Regions from separate parts of the Macaca mulatta genome. Here region 1 is linked to region 2. A link is a contact called in public Hi-C data. All regions are on one chromosome and are shown on one strand. Each heading gives the region's core, a stretch centred on a gene start, on an enhancer-like site or on the middle of the called end of the contact. The rest is flanking DNA. Distances are from core to core; before and after follow the strand shown.

The links. A called contact is a pair of places that touch in the nucleus more often than the background predicts.
Region 1: a contact with region 2 is called in a Hi-C map of CD4 T cells, with 2.7 times the contacts expected there. The contact joins the promoter of LOC144331448 here to the promoter of SLC25A28 in region 2. A contact is called at or near these places in 3 of 14 Hi-C or Micro-C datasets (CD4 T cells, blood and liver).

What each region holds. Positions count from the first base shown.
Region 1 is chr9:111,724,540-111,729,648 of T2T-MMU8v2.0, forward strand. It overlaps LOC144331448, which reads right to left and starts at 2,871. Exons shown (of 3, transcript XM_077947984.1): 1 at 2,858-2,871; 2 at 2,155-2,521. The coding sequence starts at 2,871. ENTPD7 (ectonucleoside triphosphate diphosphohydrolase 7) reads left to right here and starts at 2,186. Exons shown (of 13, transcript XR_013398256.1): 1 at 2,186-2,500; 2 at 2,775-2,877; 3 at 4,358-4,540.
Region 2 is chr9:111,677,606-111,682,738 of T2T-MMU8v2.0, forward strand. It overlaps SLC25A28 (solute carrier family 25 member 28), which reads right to left and starts at 3,078. Exons shown (of 4, transcript NM_001265757.1): 1 at 2,762-3,078. The coding sequence starts at 3,052.

The DNA of each region.
Region 1 (5,109 bases), core at 1,621-4,120, 47 kb after region 2:
ATAGTTCATAAACCATAGGAATTAAGTACTATTTTAAAAATAGGAATTATACTTCCACTCAAAAACACCTATTTTGTGGAACACTAAAGTTTGAAATATATATATAGATAGATAGATAGATAGATAGATAGATAGATAGATTAGACTTAGAACTCACAGAAGGCAAATTCAAGAAATTTTAAAAAATTACTCAAAAATATTATTTTAGTTCTTTCCATATCTATTTTGTTCTAGGAACTGAACTGGGTTCTGAAATAATAAAAATAACTAGTATCTGTAATAAATAAAAATATCTGTATAATGTGGTTAATCCCAACTTTATGCAACTATTCTATTCAATGTGGTTTCTAGGGGTCCAGATAAAATATAACACTTGAGGCAGAGTGGGGATTGAGGGACAGAGAGAAAAAAACTGAGAACTGAGAATTGAAGAAGAAAGGCAAATTAGGAAGTTCAATCAGGTTAGGAGTGTAGTGGAGCAAAAAAAATTAGAGTCATAAGAACTGAATATAGAAACTGGACAATGGCTAGATCTTATACGATAATTAGAACTCTGACCCACAACCTCTACAGCAACCAGCCCAGAATAATCAGGACTTGGTCAATGACTCAGTTTCCCTGTTTTTTGCCTCCTCCTTTCTTCAACTCAGGATCCACTAAAGACAGCCAAATATGCCACCTACCCCAAACCAATCACATAAGATACACTGCTTTTGTTAGCCCACCTCCAGCTTTCCCATGCTAATACCCTCAAGTCAGAGCATACATGAAACCTTCCCTTTTTGTTCACTACTAATCTTTCCCGGCCAGGTGCAGCTGCTCATCCCTGTAATTCCAGCACTCTGGGAGGCTGAGACAGGAGGATTGCTTGAGCCCAGAGTTCAAGACCAGCCTGGACAACACAGTGAGACTCCATCTCTACAAAGAATTAAAAAACAAAAGCCAGGCACGGTGGCACATGCCTGTAGAGCCAGCTACTCAGGAGGTTGAGGTAGGAGGATCACTTGCTCAGGAGGTCGAGGCTGCAGTGAACTATGACCACGCCACTGCACTCCAGCCTGGATGACAACGGAGTGAGACCCTGTAGGTAAGTAAGTAAGTAAGTAGTTTTCCTAATGTCCTGACAGGCTTTGAGTCTGCCAAATGCAAGTGATGGTGACTGACTCCCTTGTCATAGCAAGCTTTGAATAAATAAAGCATTTGGGTGGTCTTCCCCGACCCCCCCACATTCATTTATTTGCTTATTAATTATACATTAGTTGTGTTTTATCTGCCAGACAGTGGCCAGTACTGGGAATATGTGGAAGCAGATAGTTCTTGCCTTCAAGGATATTCTGTCTAGTGGGACAGACAGACACATACATATAATTGTAATTCAATGTGCTAAGTGAAACAATAGGCATGTATAAAGAAGGTATAGTAGGTCAAGCAGGACTTTTAGGGGAAGGTGACCCTTAAGATGGGTGGTAAGGAATGAAGAGGAGGTGATTTGGCTAAGGGCCGGGACGGTTATTCAAAGCAGGTGGAGGGGCAGAATGAGCAAAACAGGGCGGGTTGCTGGAGCGTGGTAAGGAAGGCAAGTAGCCGCAGAGGACGCGGTAGGGCGGATTGTGGGGCGCAATGGAAGTGCCACGTTGGAAAGAGCTTGGACTTTATGCCGTCCTCCTGGAAATGAGATAACGGCTGGTGTAAGCAAGAAAGAAACACACACACACACTCACGCTCGCGCGCGTCGTTTCCTTTGTGTTACTGTAAGGTCAAGGAGGGCGACGACACAGAAACTCATGATGATTGGCATTAGTAGACATTCAGTGAATTAATGAATAGACACAAGGTTTTGGTGTAAACAAATGAATGGACATAAGTACTTTGGTGTAAACGTCATTGTCTTCAATTTATGTTTTTCTCACGGGGCATCAGTTTGGGAGGTGATAGGGAAGGTTTAAGGTGGGAGAACTGCCATCCTGGTAGGGAGGGTTAGTGGGCACAAAACCAACAATAGGTTATGGGCAAGGGATACGCTTCCGTCGCGAACACCCCGAAACCCACCCACCGGAGGTACTCTGTCCCGGCAGCGGCCGTGGAGAAAGCAACCGGCCGAAAGTTCGCGGCCCTGGGAGGGCAGCGAGTGCAGGGCCGCCCAGCGCCACTCACCTGTGAGCTCACCGCGGGCCCTGCAGGCGGAGCCTCGGTACGACGCCTTTCCGATTGGGCGCGGCTCAAAGTCCCGGGGCGGGCATTAGAGGCCAACCGGTCTAGGGGATTGGCCACCCTGGCGGACGGACGTGCTGCTGACGGAGCTGGTTCGCCCCCGGTTCGGCTCCTGAAGAGCCGGCCCCTCTCTGTGGGTCTTCTGTCAGTCATTGGCTCCCTGCGGTTTCCTTGGGGACGTGGCGCCGCCGCCGGCCCGGGCCCTCCTTCCGGCTGGGCAAGGGGCCGCGGGGATCCGCTCGGGACTGAACCGAGCGGTGCCGAAGGAACCGGCGGGCCGCTTGATCCCGTGAGTGTGGGCGCGAGAGGGCTGTGGGACCCGGAGGGACGGGGAGAGGAAGCGGGACTCACACCCCGCCACCTGGGGACGACCGGTTCCTAGAGGACAGAGCTGGCCCACGAGAACGCCCCGCTCCCAGGATGCCTGGGTGGGGTCCCCTGGGCCTGAGGAACCAGAGCAGACGGAGTGGGAGCCTGGGGAGGAGGTGGGAGCCGTGGAATTCCCGTGGAGGTCTTGTCTCGTGGGCTCAGTCGGACAGAAGCCTGAAATCAAATCTTTCTAGGCTGCAGACGTAGGACATGCCTGGGACAAGGAGGCCACCTTCTCAGGGCAAAAGAAAAAGAAGGTGACAGGCGTTGAGACCACCGAAAGGAACCCATGGCTAGGTAAGGCTGTACACTTTCTCTCCGGCTGGGAGCACGGCAGAGGATGGCAGGCAGGTTGGGGGGCCCTGGGAGGCTGTCCCAAGTGAGGTTTGCCCTGGAGCTGCACTTGGACTTTGTATCCTGGTCAGTTGGATGCAGAGATGATCAAAGTTGTATTATTGCGAGGGCTGATAAATAATAGTTTCTAGCCCGTAGCCCGGGGTGGTGGAGTGAGTCGGCTTGCTCAGCTCTGTAAAGTACAAGGTTGTAACATTGGTTCAGATTTGCATCTGAGCAAGGCTAGGTGCTACTTGAGGAGGTTAAACAAAGAAGTTTTTTGTTTTTTGTTTGCAATGAACTTTAAAAGCAGACAGACCGAGGTCCTTTTGAGTCAATGTAGAAAGTGAACTTCACAGATGAATACACTTATCCATACATTATAATACCCTGAAGCTTTTAAAAAATATTAATGTGGATCTACATGCACCAATAAGGGACAGTTATCAAATAAAGTGGGGGAAAGATGTAGAACAGCAGGTATGGTGGACTACCATTTGTGTAAAACCGAGGGAATGGATATACACACACACATACACACACAGATATATTACTGTAAATATATTGGTGTATATTTATGCTTGTGTATCCGTAGAATATCCCTGGAAAAATACACAGCAACGGCAGGGTGCGGTAGCTCACGCCTGCAATCCCAGCACTTTGGGAGGCCGAGGCAGGCGGATCACCTGAGGTCAGGAGTTTGGGACCAGCCTGGCCAAGTAGAAACCCCTCCTCTACTAAAAATAACTAAAAATACGAAAATTAGCCGGGTGTGGTGGTGGGCACCTGTAATCCCAGCTACTGGGGAGGCTGAGGGAGGAGAATTGCTTAAACCCAGGAGGTGGAGGTTGCAGTGAGCCGAGATTGCACCACTACACTCCAGCCTGGGCAACAGTGCAAGACTCCATCTCAAAAAAAAAAAAAAAATTACACAGCAACCGGGTAGCAATGGTTGCCTCTGAGAGAGAGATTATGGGGTCAGGGCAAGAATCACTTTTCACTATACAATATATCCTTTTAAACTGTTTGATTTGTCTTTTGCTATGTGCATATATAATCTGATAAAACATTTTAAAAATCAGTTAAATAAATTTTCTGACCATCCTGTTTCTTGACAGCATTCTTGGTTGGGAATATTGTAGTTGCTGTGATTCTCCAATGTTATGAGGTTGCCCAGGAAGACTGGTGATCTTTTCACTAACATAAGATTAAGTCTTTGAATTGCACTCAAAAGTGCAGTTTGGAAAAAGGGCAGATAAGGCTTTTCTGATTTATATAGTAGAAGCACCATGAACTTCTAAAATTAGAGACGAAAAGAACATTTAGACTTCTGTTGGCATGGATTTTTGCCTTTATTAGGAGGGCTTTTATCCAATTTAAAAACGATTTTTAAGCACTCATTTGTAGAAATGTTTCAGACTTACTAATGTTTGTCTAATTTCAGGATCAGTTTTTCCTACCTCTGCCCAGCCTCCTGGTACTTCACTGTGCCCACAGTGAGTCCATTTCTCCGTCAGCGGGTAGCATTCCTGGGACTCTTCTTCATATCCTGTCTCCTTTTACTTATGTTAATCATAGACTTTCGACATTGGAGTGCTTCATTACCACGAGATAGGCAATATGAAAGGTGAGTCAGCTTTAGATTTTGGCACTGAAGTCATAAATATTTTCATGAGCCGTTTAACACATTACTAACTTTGACCCTTTTGGGTGATACTGTACTTTTATTAGTAAAATTGCATGCCATTTATTACATAAAGAATATCTTGAGCCCCATTTTGGCAATGTTCAGTTTGGTACAGGAATACTGATAGTGCATGAAAGGCATCTTTCTATTTTCTTGTTTTGGTGGGCTGAAACTTATTGTGTGTATAAATATTTAGGACTGTAATATACCTTTACGAATGGACCCCTTTATCATTATTAAATGATTCTCTTTATTCTTGATTATATACTTTGCTCTGAAATCTACTAGTCTGGTATTACTATAGCTACTCCAGCTTTCTTTTGATTAACATTAGCATGATAGATATTTCTTCTATAGTTTTAGTTTTAGCCTATTGGTATCTTTATATAAGTGGGCTTCTTGTAGTCGGTGTTTGGTTGAGTCTTGTTTCTTAATCCAATCTGACTATCTCTGCAGTTAATTGGGGTGTTCAGGCTATTTACATTTAATCTGATTATTTAGTATGTTTA
Region 2 (5,133 bases), core at 1,828-4,327:
AAATAGCTGGTTGAATAACGATGGTCTAGCAAGGCTACACTGACTTCTCATGGTCCATCTCAAGGATATTAAAAGTCAACTTGACCCTGATAAGTAGCTGAGGATGGACAGGCTTGCATGCTAAGAGGCAATGTCAGCTTTCATTTGCAAACACTATGGTTGCCCTTTAGGCTCCAACAACATGGATACCTGCCTCCAGTCTTAAAGACTGGGCTGCTTTTCCTCCCCACCATCCACTTATTAAAAGAAGAAGGATAACTGCCGGAACAAGCAAACTGGGAAGCCCTTTCTGAAGGAAGGGATTTGAATTTTACTTTCATGCCTGCACAAAAGCATTGAACATACTCACTGACACTAAATCATACTGGCCTCACCTAGTTTTTCCCTCTAAGTCATTTAAATCCCAGCATTAAGTGCAAGTCAAAATGAGCCTTCTAAAATAAGCTTTCGTTATTGTTGACAACTCCTGAGCATTTTTTTCTCAAATCTTTATTTCCTTAAAGGAGGGCTTTCAAGATATAACTGCAATGTTGTATGACTAATTTTTTAAAAACCAAAATGCCAAAGCTTATGTAAATGAGTAAGAACTGTTCTTCAAAATAGTTACCTTGGAAGGCTACAATTGACTTATTCCAGCAATGCTGTGGTTATGCAAAACCTTTCTGGAACTTCTCTTTCAGAGGTGTTTCCTCAATGGGTTTATAGGCCTCAGAAGTAAAGCAGTCTCCTTGCTTTCAAGTCCCACCTTATTTTGACGCCAACAGTATTACCCATTTTGACCTCCCACTTTGTTCACCATATTTGATTCTGAATAGTCTTTGTTCCTGCAAAATCAATTCCATCTTATCACAGGGCAAAGATTTGCCTTCCTTAAGGACATGCACCCAAATATTCTAGAAGCATTTTTAACAGGGATTTATAAAATGTTTATAGCAACAATAGCACGATGTAAATATATGGAGTAAGGAGATAACCTCCCATTATGTTATAATGGAACAGTGGTTAAATTGGTAAGTTACAGTAATATATCTAAGATAAATTATTACACTGTATTTTTCAAGCCATTAAATAATTTTCACTGTTTTCTTTGATCTGTTTTCCATTCAATACTCATCCAGAAAAACAGCATCCTAAACCCTGCACTCCACTCATACTGCACTCACTCCCTAATCTAAGTCTAGGGAGCTAGATTATATTAACTTTTGGATATACGGCATTATTAACTCACAAGTCATTCAACCTAGAGTCTATACATATAATGTATGCATCTTTTTTATTTGTACTTACTCGTTTTACATTTCAATGTTGTTACTTCTCATGGATTTTACTGTTTATTTCTATTTCTCCCAATTGACAAGGGCATTTAACATTCTAATGTCCATTTTAGTCAAGTACATTTACCCCATTTTCAATAGATATGGCCCTTGTTAGGAGTTACCTTGTGCTAAAATACTCCTGCCAGTTTACTGTCATTCACAAAGCTTAATGAGCACTCCCCCCATTTCCTTATCCACATTACTAAGGAAAACATGAAACAGTACTGGAATCAGAGGGAGGTAAAAGGGATCTACTTTGCATTTCCCAAGTTGATTCTCTCCTCCTTTTGAATACATAACACTTTCCTGATTTGACGAGGAAATATAAATCAAAAAGCTGCCAGGTTACTGTTTGACTATTACCCTTAACATGTAAAGGAGGTATCGGTCTTTGTCATATCAACAGTCCCCTCTAGTTTACCTCTCCCTCAATTCAGTCCTCACCTTTAGTGGCTGCTACCTTTACTAATGCAAGAATAAGAACTGTAAAGAACAATAATCTGTTTCTTTCTTCACCCAGCTTTCTTCAGAAGGACCTGACTTCTGTACACATTAATCATCCTGCTTGGTTGTGAATGCAATTATACTTTCACAAGATTCGTGTCCTCTTGTTGATCTCATTCCATTGTCTTCATACTTACATCTACTTTCTAATACCGTCACACTTCCTTTCTAGGCAACTTCTCCCTTTTTGTCAACTTCAGGTGGCCAAAGAAATTGCTATCAGTTTCATCTCTCTTGTTTGGAGGCTGATGTGCTCCCTGCACATACAGTCCTAATCCCAGCTCAATTTTCATGTTCAGGAAATAGGTGGGGTATCATGCTTGCTTCACAGAGAAACTGAAACCTTTTCCTGAATACGATCTTTCCCATATTACTTCCAGTCTGGAACTCTGCATTCTCACTGCACAATGATTTCCAATCACTCATGTGTTTAAGATTTAACGTGTTAAGTCCTTTATCTAGCTGAAAGATTCCAGATTCGGGTTCCTGCCCCGTCAGTAAAGGAAGATACAGTAAGGAGTTTGTAAAAGCACTAGCCCAGAAAACATCTCAAGCCGTTAGATCCATTTCAGGGTCTGGGTCACGCCAGCTGGCTTCACCTTAATCGAGTTAGTAGCACTTACCTGAGCTTCGGGATACCCCATCCCACCCTATTCCTGTTTAGTCCCAGGTGGGGTCCAGGGCTTTGGCTGACAGATTTTCGATCCTGAGTCCCGATTCAGATTTCACTGACGGTTAGAAATAGGTCCTGGTTCCTGACTGGGATCAACTCCCAGCTGGGACCTTGCTTGAATGGAGTGTCGGTTCGAATCATGTGGTAGTGGCAGGAGCCAGGAAGGAACCCATGTCGGCTCCGGCTCTCAGCCGGGATCCTGGCTCCGGACAAGACCCAGGGGTCGGGTCAGCCCCAGGTCTGGTTCGAAGCCCAGTGCAGGTCTCACCTTGACGCAGTCGATGGGGTACATCACGCAGTGCTCCAGGATCCCTGCCACGGCGCCTGCCACCATGTGCGTGGTGACAGTGGCTCCAGCCGGCAGCGCCTCGTAGTCCGGGCCGGAGTCCGGATCTTGACGTACCGGCGGCCTGCAGGCCCCGGCCTCCCCGCCGCCGGCCCCCCGGCCCACGCCCCGCTGCAGCCACCCGTCCAGCAGCGCCGACTCCCCGGGGCTCCGCCCGGGCCCTGCCGCCGGCCCCCCCGCCACACCGCCAGCACCCCGCCCCTCCAACTCCATCCACCCGGGCCAGCTGCGGCGCCCACCCCCGCCGCCGCTGCCACCAGTCCCGCCGCCGCCCCCCGGCCCCGTAGTGTCCGCCTCAGGCGCGGCCCAGAGAGCCCGGGGCCTCCGGCTCCCGCTTGGCCCCGCGGACACGCCCCCCAACCAACCATTGGTGCAGACCCCGAGTTAGACCCACCCTTTTCCTGACGTGAGAAAAATCAGTCGGTAGTATTAGCGAAGTCGCCTGTCATTCCTCCGCCCTGAGGCGTTGCTAGCGCCTAAATCCCACCCTTTCCCCTTTGATCTTGGAAGCTTCTTGTTTATTGGTCACTGATTGGCCGACATGTGCGATCAACCCGCCTCTGACTTTTTAGAAGGGCGGGAGAAACTTAAGGCTGAACTTTGATAGGCTCAACCACTCTTGATACTTTGACCGCGGCCATTGGCCCGCACCACGTCGGTCCCCGATTGGCTATAGAAAGAGCGAAGCGCCCAGGGAGTCTAGGGGCCGACTTCGGGCCCCTTGCTGGCGCCTGCAGAGCTGCGGTCCCCGTGCGCGGGATCGCGTCGGGGGCGGGGCGGTGACAGGCCTTCAACGTCAAACTGCTGACGGGCACCGTTACGACCAGCGCTCGAGTGCGCTCCTCAAATTCTGAGACGCGTGGCTGGAGAGCGGGCGGCCCTGGCCCCGGAGAGCCGTGTTCCCGCGGGATCTCGTCGCGGGCATGAGGCGGAGCCGGCCTGGACCGGTCATCCTCTGGCTGGCGCGACCAGCAGCCTGTCCGGGAAGCCGTTGCGACATGCGGGCCGGGAACCGCCTCACAGCCAGGGGGGGACCGCGGCGGCCCGCTAGACTCTTGTCGGGTCTGGAGTGGGCCCTGGGGCCGGACCCAGTGCTCCTCAGGCCCCAGCGCCCGGCACTGAGCCTCGCATCCACCTTCGCACAGTAAACCCAGCAAGTGTTGAATGAATGAGGTCCTCCGGGCCCCGGCTGTCACTGGGCTCTGCGCCAGGCCGAGAGCCGAAGGCGGGGAAGGAAGATGTCGAAATGGGCGGGATGATTCAGAGATGACGGCCGGTGGCGAGGCGGGGCTGGAGGCCGCATCCCAAAGGCAGCAGGAAAGTGCGGCGGCTGTGGGGAAGCTCGGACGCACTGCCCGGCCCAGTCTGAAGCGTCAGCATCTTGTTCCTGAGCCGGCGCGCTGATGGGCCCCCCGCCTGGTGATGAGGGCCTCTGCCTGCCTCGGGTCAGCCCGGGTCCTGAGAGGCAAGGCCAGCGATTCCCGGCCTTAGGACCTCCTGCGCTAGGGAGCACGGGCGCCTTCCGTTTGCCTTCCCTGAGCGTGTTGGCACAAGCCGCCCGCGGTTTCCAGCTCTGTCTTCTCTGTTTTACCCAGATGATGCAACTGTGGACTTTTTCATCTGTTTATAGCCTTTCCTTGGATAGGAAGGATGTTTTCCTTTTTTTCTTTCTAAAGTTTAGCCCTTCTCTGGGCTTCCTTTTTAAAAACTTTTTGTACTCTTAAGCGGTCGTTGTTAACCGTTGGGTCGCGACCGTTTGGAAAATAATAAACCTACGAATTCTCTTCTCCTACTTCTACCTCCCATCCCCTCTGTGCACCCAAAATTTTGCATATAATTTCTGCATTTCAGAGTCCCTGAAGGTGCCATGTGGACACCCTGTGGGGTCCATTAACCTAGTTAACCTCTCCCTGGCCGGCGCAGTGGCTCACACCTGTAACCCCAACACTTTGAGAGGCCGAGGTGCGACGATTGCTTGAGCTCAGGAGTTTGAGACCAGCCTGGACAACATGGCAAAACCCCGTCTCTACAAAATAATAATAAATACAAAAAAGTACAAAAATTCAAAAATTAGGTGGGTATGGTGGCATGCACCTGTAGTCTCAGCTACTGGGGGGAGGATTGCTTGCACCAGGGAGGCCGAGGCTGCAGTGAGCTGTGTTGACGCCACTACACTCCAGCCTGGGTGACAAAGCAGAACTTTGTCTCAAAAAATTTTTTTAAAAAGGAAATCCCCCACAGCATGTTCAGTCTCTCCATTTCTCTAGCATATTTAGCTTGAGAAATGAATAGGT